Regions from separate parts of the Larimichthys crocea genome. Here region 1 is linked to region 2. A link is a contact called in public Hi-C data. All regions are on one chromosome and are shown on one strand. Each heading gives the region's core, a stretch centred on a gene start, on an enhancer-like site or on the middle of the called end of the contact. The rest is flanking DNA. Distances are from core to core; before and after follow the strand shown.

Region 1 (3,454 bases), core at 640-3,139, 290 kb before region 2:
TGAAGTCAAATTTAACCAGACTAAATAAAGCAATGTATTTACAAAGAGCATTCAGCTTCTTCTTTTTAGTCACTTGGTGGTAGAAATGATCACAGGGGCAGAATTTATGCCGTCGTCACTAAGCCCAGGACTGACGAACGGGTAGAGTTTCCCAGTGAACGAGCAGCCGGTGAAGGAGTAGATCAGAGCGGCAGCATCCACGTCGAAAAAGGAGACGAGTCCCTTGTCATAATCCACAAACACTCCCACCTTTTCTGGCTTTGAATTCAGAGACAGAGGCAGAGGAAAGCCAACGAGAGCTGCGTATTCACCTCTGTTCTTTGACCACACAGTCCAGTGTCCGTTTTCTGGGCACACTGGGATGATTCCCTTCCTCTTGATCGACTCTTGGGTGACTCCTAAAATCCATCTAGTCTTCTCTTTAACTTGAGCCTCGAAGTAAAACCTTCCAGAAGAGAAACCTTGTTTTCCTAAAACGTAACAGCTAGGATTGAATCTCTTAGGATCGTCTGGGGGATTCCTCTTCTTCACGATGCCGTGATGGACTTGTTTGCCATCGTCGGACACGATGAGAGCAGCGTGTGCCGTGTCCGGATCCAGAGTCACGTCCACCGCGAACTGCTTGAACCTGTTTAGCTCAGCCTCGTGGAGCAGCTTCTTCATCTCTAAGCCGAGCATCTCCTCCAGCTGGTCCAGAGCTTCCTTCACAATTCCCTCAAACGACTGAAGAGTCACGTTTGCCTCCCTCCAATCTTTGAGTGCAGAAGAATCCAAGGACCCAAAGCTTTGGAGGAAATAAAGGTGGTCATTGGATACTGAGAGCTGTTCCACCTCACCGCGCCTCTTCATCAGCTCAGAGATCTCCTGCTCCAGGTCGTGGATGATCCCTTCGGCCTGTTTTTCTGTCGTTTTATGCTTCTTTTCAATCACCTCAACGAGCTCGGCTTGGACTGTTTCCAGGTACTTTATCAGAGTGTTGAAGACCAGAACACCGACCTCCCTCTCTTGGTCTGCAGCGTCCTTGCTGAGTTTCACAGTGTGTTTGATATCCCGGATCTTCATTCGCCTCTCATGGATCATCTGGTGGATTTGAATCTCCTTCTTGCCCAGCTCGGTCTTCTTTCTCTCAAACTGTTCTTTCAGCGGGATGATTTGATGCGACTTGTGGTCTAGAACGGGGCATAGCATGCACACACAGGTCTGATCCGTCTTACAGAAGAGCTCCATCGGTTTGTCGTGTATCGGGCACATCCTGCCCTCCAGGTTCTCCACGGGATCAGTCAGCTGATGTCTTTTCAGGCGCGACGCCGTCAGATGTGGCTCCAGGTGAGTCTCGCAGTACGACGCCAAACACACCAGGCAGGACCTGACGGCTTTCATTTTGGTCTCGGTGCAGAAGTCGCAGGGAACTTGTCCCGGTTTAGCATCTTGTGAGCCGCTTCGTCCGGCCGACTGTTTGAACTGCGCAGCCATCTCAGATATGACGGTGTTGACCCGCAGATCAGGTTTTTTATTGAACTCCTCTTTGCACGAGGGGCACTGACACTGGACCTTGGTGCCCCAGTGCTGCGTGATGCAGTGTTTGCAGAAGTTGTGTCCACACGGTAACGTGACCGGAACGGTGAACACGTCCAGGCAGATGCCACATAGAAGCTGATCCTCAGTCAGCAGACAGCCAGCAGCCGACATGTCGACACTCTGAAGACATTAAAACACATTAAAACACTGTCATTACACAATAATCTATTACGACTGTCTCAACCAATTAATAACCAACTGTACTCACCGGTGCTGGGTGAAGTCTTCCTGGTCGGTTCTGTTCTGTGCAGGACTGCAGCTCTGTTTGCCGTCCTTCGCTTCTCTGACTCAGTCTCAGGTGTGGCTGCGCCTCTTTCTGCAGGTAAACCAGTTTGGCTGAAACTTCTGGGAAGTTTGTCACATTACTTCATCTTCTGGCTCAGGTCCAAAGTAAAGCTTTAATTTATTTTTGACTCTTGAAGAGTTATGTCGCTTTGTATTGATAGAAAACTAGATCAGCTCTGATCACATGGTGCATCGTCGTCACCACGTGTTGTTGGAGTGCAGATGTTGCCACGCTGTGTGACTTCATCACAATGCAGCGTTTGTTCTGTTGGAGCTTTTTAAAATAAAACGTACACATGTTGGTTTGGGTAGTTTCGTGGTGTGACCACTCAAAGCAAAGCAGAAACTTTGCACATATCCACAGAGTGAATCGCTCCAGCAGAGTGGAGGGTCTGTGGGTGTGGAAAGCGAGCCCATCGTCACTGGAGACTTCTTCTGCTAACTTGTGGTTTCTGCTCATCTGAATCTTCTTCTCCTTTGGGCTTTTCCCATCAGGGGTCGCTACAGCGAATCAGTTGCCTCCATCTCACCCTGTCTACCTTCATGTCGTCTTTCACTGCATCCATCCTACGAACACGCCTTCCTCCTCTCCTCCTTCGAACCAACAGTAGTCCAGTTTCCACCGATGGCGGTCGTTGTTAACCCGGGCCTCGATCGATCCGGTATGGAAGTCATAGACTCGATTCGCATGTTTGATTTGGCCCTTCCTGACACAACCCTCTGTATTTACAATAAGACACTGGCTTGTGCCCCTTTCTCTGCTAATCTGAATGGGGATAAAATAATTTGATTGTTTGGACATGCTGGCTCCTCTCAGAGATGATGACCCAACAGCTGCCACGTTACTTATTGCTGCACCGATATGTCCTTTATTGTTTTTTTACCTTTGTTGTACAGAAGGTGACTCAGTCTGTCTCAGAACTTTTGGATGTATTTCACCGCCATGACGTCGGCGATCCTCTGATGTTTCCGAGCTTTGACATTTCTTCTTTTGTGTGAACTGTTCCATGAGCGTGACGACACGTTCACGCCCTGCTCGGGAAAAAACTTTCCTTAAATAAATTTTCATCAATCTAATTTAGATTTGTGGTTTTAACTTTTTCCATTACAGAGTGAGCATGCAGGGCTTCACACACACCTGAGTCCATCCATCACACACACACACACACACACACACACACACACACACACACACACCTCGCTGTCGTCATTTTGGATTGTCGGTCTCATTCATGAATGACATTAATAACCTCACTATGTGTGTGTGTGTGTGTGTGTGTTGACCCACATTTCCTAATAGCTTCTCTTATATGTTGTGAATTTATAATGACACTGACACCTCTAATATATTCTTAATGACCCCTGTAATGTAGTGTGTGTGTGTGTGTGTGTGTGTGTAATGTGTTTTAAATGGATGAGCTCTTGTACTTTAGGTTACCGGTTATCGAACCGCTACGCGCTGATGAGAGAGAGAGAATAGAAAATCACAAACCGCTACGCGCTGATGAGAGAGAGAGAATAGAAAATCACAATATTTATTATTTGTGACTGTTTTGGGTTTGTTTGCTTTCAGAAAATCTCATCAGGACTT
Region 2 (3,124 bases), core at 572-3,071:
AAGAGGCTTCGCGATGCCTTGATGTGGGGGATAATTCTGCTGGCTTCATTGTCATCCGGGAATCTCTTCCGGAAGTACTCCACCCTCTGCGAATCAGTGAACCCTCTCACTTCTGTTATGCTGTTGACAAAGTCTCGCGGGATCTGGTTGGCTGCTGCAGGCCGCGTGGTTATCCAGACGCGAGCAGAGGGAAGCAGCGTCCCGTTGATGAGGGCAGTCAGCAGCACATCCACCGTGGTTGACTTTGTCACGTCGAAGGCAGCTGGCGGCTTTTCACTCGGAGTTAAGTGCAGCTGAAGACGACTTTCATCCAGTCCGTCCAACACAAACAGAAGTTTAAATTCACTCTTGTCAAAATCACGGTTTCCTGATGCCTGAAGTTTGATGAAAATGTCTTGAAGCTCCTTATCCGGCATGTCTTTGGTTTCCCAGATACATGTGTGGATCAGCTCTGTCAAACGAAACTTTTCTGCCTTTAGCAAATTCAGTTCACGGAAAGTGAAGGGGAATATCAGGTGCACATCTTGATTCGTTCTCTGCTCAGCCCAGTCCAGCACAAACTTATTTACAAGGATTGTTTTGCCAATTCCTGCAACTCCAGTCGTCAGCACTATTCTTACGGCTTTCTGTTTTCCAGTAGGGCTTTTGAATATGTCACTCGGTTGAATTGGCCTCTCCGTCTCTGCTACCCTTCCCTTTATCATCCCAATCTGCACGACCTCATGTTGCTCATAGATGTGTGTTTCCCCCCCGGCTGTGATGAACAGCTCCGTGAAGATGTCACTCAGGCACTGCTCATCCTTCCTCTCCGTCATGCCCTCTTGAGCACATCTAAACCTGTTCTGGAGGTTCGACTGGAGATTGCGTTGGTACAGTATGATCTGTTCTGGAGGCTCTGGCGCTGGAGTCTCGTCACCTGTGAGGACGAAAATGGCATCCATAGCAAAGTCAGTGTACTAAAGCAGTTTACTAAAAATTTGAACCCCAACCCAATGTTTGTTAATCTGACGACTACAGACGACCATCTAGGAAGTCATTGTTGGATGACCCAACTTTCTGTCATCATCTATCAGATCAACAAACTACATAACATAGTCAAACAGTAAGGAGAAGAACAAATACATGTTTTGCATCAATGCAAGCAGTCAGTGCCATTTTGGCTCTTCTTTCAATGAAGACCTTTGATAGTCACCATTGTTGTTTTCAAGGAAACAGTCAACCACATTTATAGCTTGTAGCTGCCAGCTGCTCCTCATAGGACATTCGCTGGTTTGTAACCACATACATGAGACTTCCAAAACAAAAAAACGAAGGGCACCATGCTGCCTTTCACAGTTCATGGCTTACCTTGTGGTTCTGAGCATCTTTTTGACAATTTCTCCACCAGATCTAACCTCCCCATCTTGCTTAAAATCTTCTGGGCCACCTCCACAGCCTGCTGGTTGTGTGTCTGCACCATTACATTTACTGTCTCCAGATAGTCCGCCCCATCTAGCCGGTACTTTCTGATTGGGGTAAAGCCATCTCCGACCTGCAGTTTCCACTTGAATTTTTTTAGCTCTTCACGTCCCAAATTTTCCAGAGTGTCAGCAAGCAGCTCTTCAACCCTCACCATCTCTGCTCCCTGTAAGACCAGACCAGTGTACCACTGTTGTTCATGCAAGGTCACTAATTACTTCTTGCATTCAAACAAATTCCCCCTGATATGTCACCAGTATTTACCTGTGTGGTGTGAGCTCTATGGGTGTTGGTAAATCACTAGGTGGATTTAAGTGTGCTGGTCTCAAATGTCCACAATCATTTCTTATTCCAGGTTCTTCACAACAGGAACTCCAGTTTGCACCTTTTGGGGAAAATACCAACAAAAATCAACCAAACTTTATATTTTTAGTTGCAACCGCCTTGTCTGAAGCGCAGAGAAGATGAACGGGCGGTATCTACATGTGTGGTTTCCACTGTAAAGTACAGAGGAGGAGTTAAATGTGTAAAATGACCAACAAAAGTCATCATCATCACTCACCACTTATCATATACTGTAAAAGAGTCATCATCTTCTGACCTGTGAGCATTTAAAATTAGAGTCATTGTGTAATAAAACATATTACGGTAAAGCTTTTGTATAAAAGTTAATCATTGGCTTATTCACTGTTCGTGAGTCCTGTCATTATCCAGGATGGAGTTATGATAACAATGACGTGTTTTGATAAGACTATTATGGTTTACGGGAAAACGGGGGAATACTGTGGAAGGCATGGTGGAAGGAGGGGTGTGTTATCAGTCATCTACTTTCGGTTTCCTTTTTTACTCATTTGTTTTCTCTGTGGTTTAAAAAACGCGTAACCTCATCCCAGTTTGATCCAGGTCAAATATTAGTAATGAAAAACGGAAATCATTGGCATTAAAAATGTGAAACATAATACTACTAGAAGTTTGATTATGAAACAGACTTATGCCTCTATAATCGCCTACATAAACAAACAAGTCCATCAGCTAGACGACTGGCTATTTGAATGTAGTTCATGCCAATTAATAATTAATAAATAGAAGTCCAATGTCTGCATCAGAACCATCTCATTATCAGCAAAGAGTTTATGATAAATTTATATGACGTGTTTCACATTATTGCAGCAAACCAAAAACATTCTTGCTCGTGTTAGACATCTTATTCAAGATACTAAATATTCTAAATATTTCGGCTTAACTTTGGGTGTAAAATGATGCAGAAGACATTAGAGAATATTTCCAGATGATGGAAAGTGTTAGGTTTGAATATGTCATTCACTGTAAACATCATAGAGCTACTTGATAACTTTAAAGCTACTTAAAGGTAAGTTCTATATTATTTATGTACAATAATAAATGGGTAAAAGTGTGTTAGACAGTCAGCTATTAACATGGTGTGAAACGTTGTTTCTTTGTTATCAGTTTAAAAGTCATTATTACTTTTCTGTTGAGGTATTAAAGGCGTGTTTTTTTGTTTTAGTTGGTGCATAGCAGTGTAACATGAGCTCACCATGGAAAATAAACTGCTTTCCACTAAGCTCGGATCCCTAATTCGATCTACTGTAACAGCCAGCCAGCAACCAGGATTATTTGTAGCTATTACATGATTTAACATCGACAA

Evidence for each region. Hi-C and Micro-C count contacts between places; a contact is called where the count stands out from the background.
Region 1: a Hi-C map of muscle shows a contact between it and region 2, with 5 times the contacts expected there. The contact joins the promoter of LOC104934909 here to the promoter of LOC104931507 in region 2. A contact is called at or near these places in 6 of 7 Hi-C or Micro-C datasets (all in muscle).

Annotation. Positions count from the first base shown.
Region 1 is chrX:520,831-524,284 of L_crocea_2.0, reverse strand. It overlaps LOC104934909 (E3 ubiquitin-protein ligase TRIM39), which reads right to left and starts at 1,889. Exons shown (of 2, transcript XM_010750672.3): 1 at 1,787-1,889; 2 at 1-1,698. The coding sequence starts at 1,689. The coding sequence ends at 70.
Region 2 is chrX:235,574-238,697 of L_crocea_2.0, reverse strand. It overlaps LOC104931507 (NACHT, LRR and PYD domains-containing protein 3), which reads right to left and starts at 1,821. Exons shown (of 7, transcript XM_010746524.3): 1 at 1,723-1,821; 2 at 1,348-1,624; 3 at 1-916. The coding sequence starts at 1,615.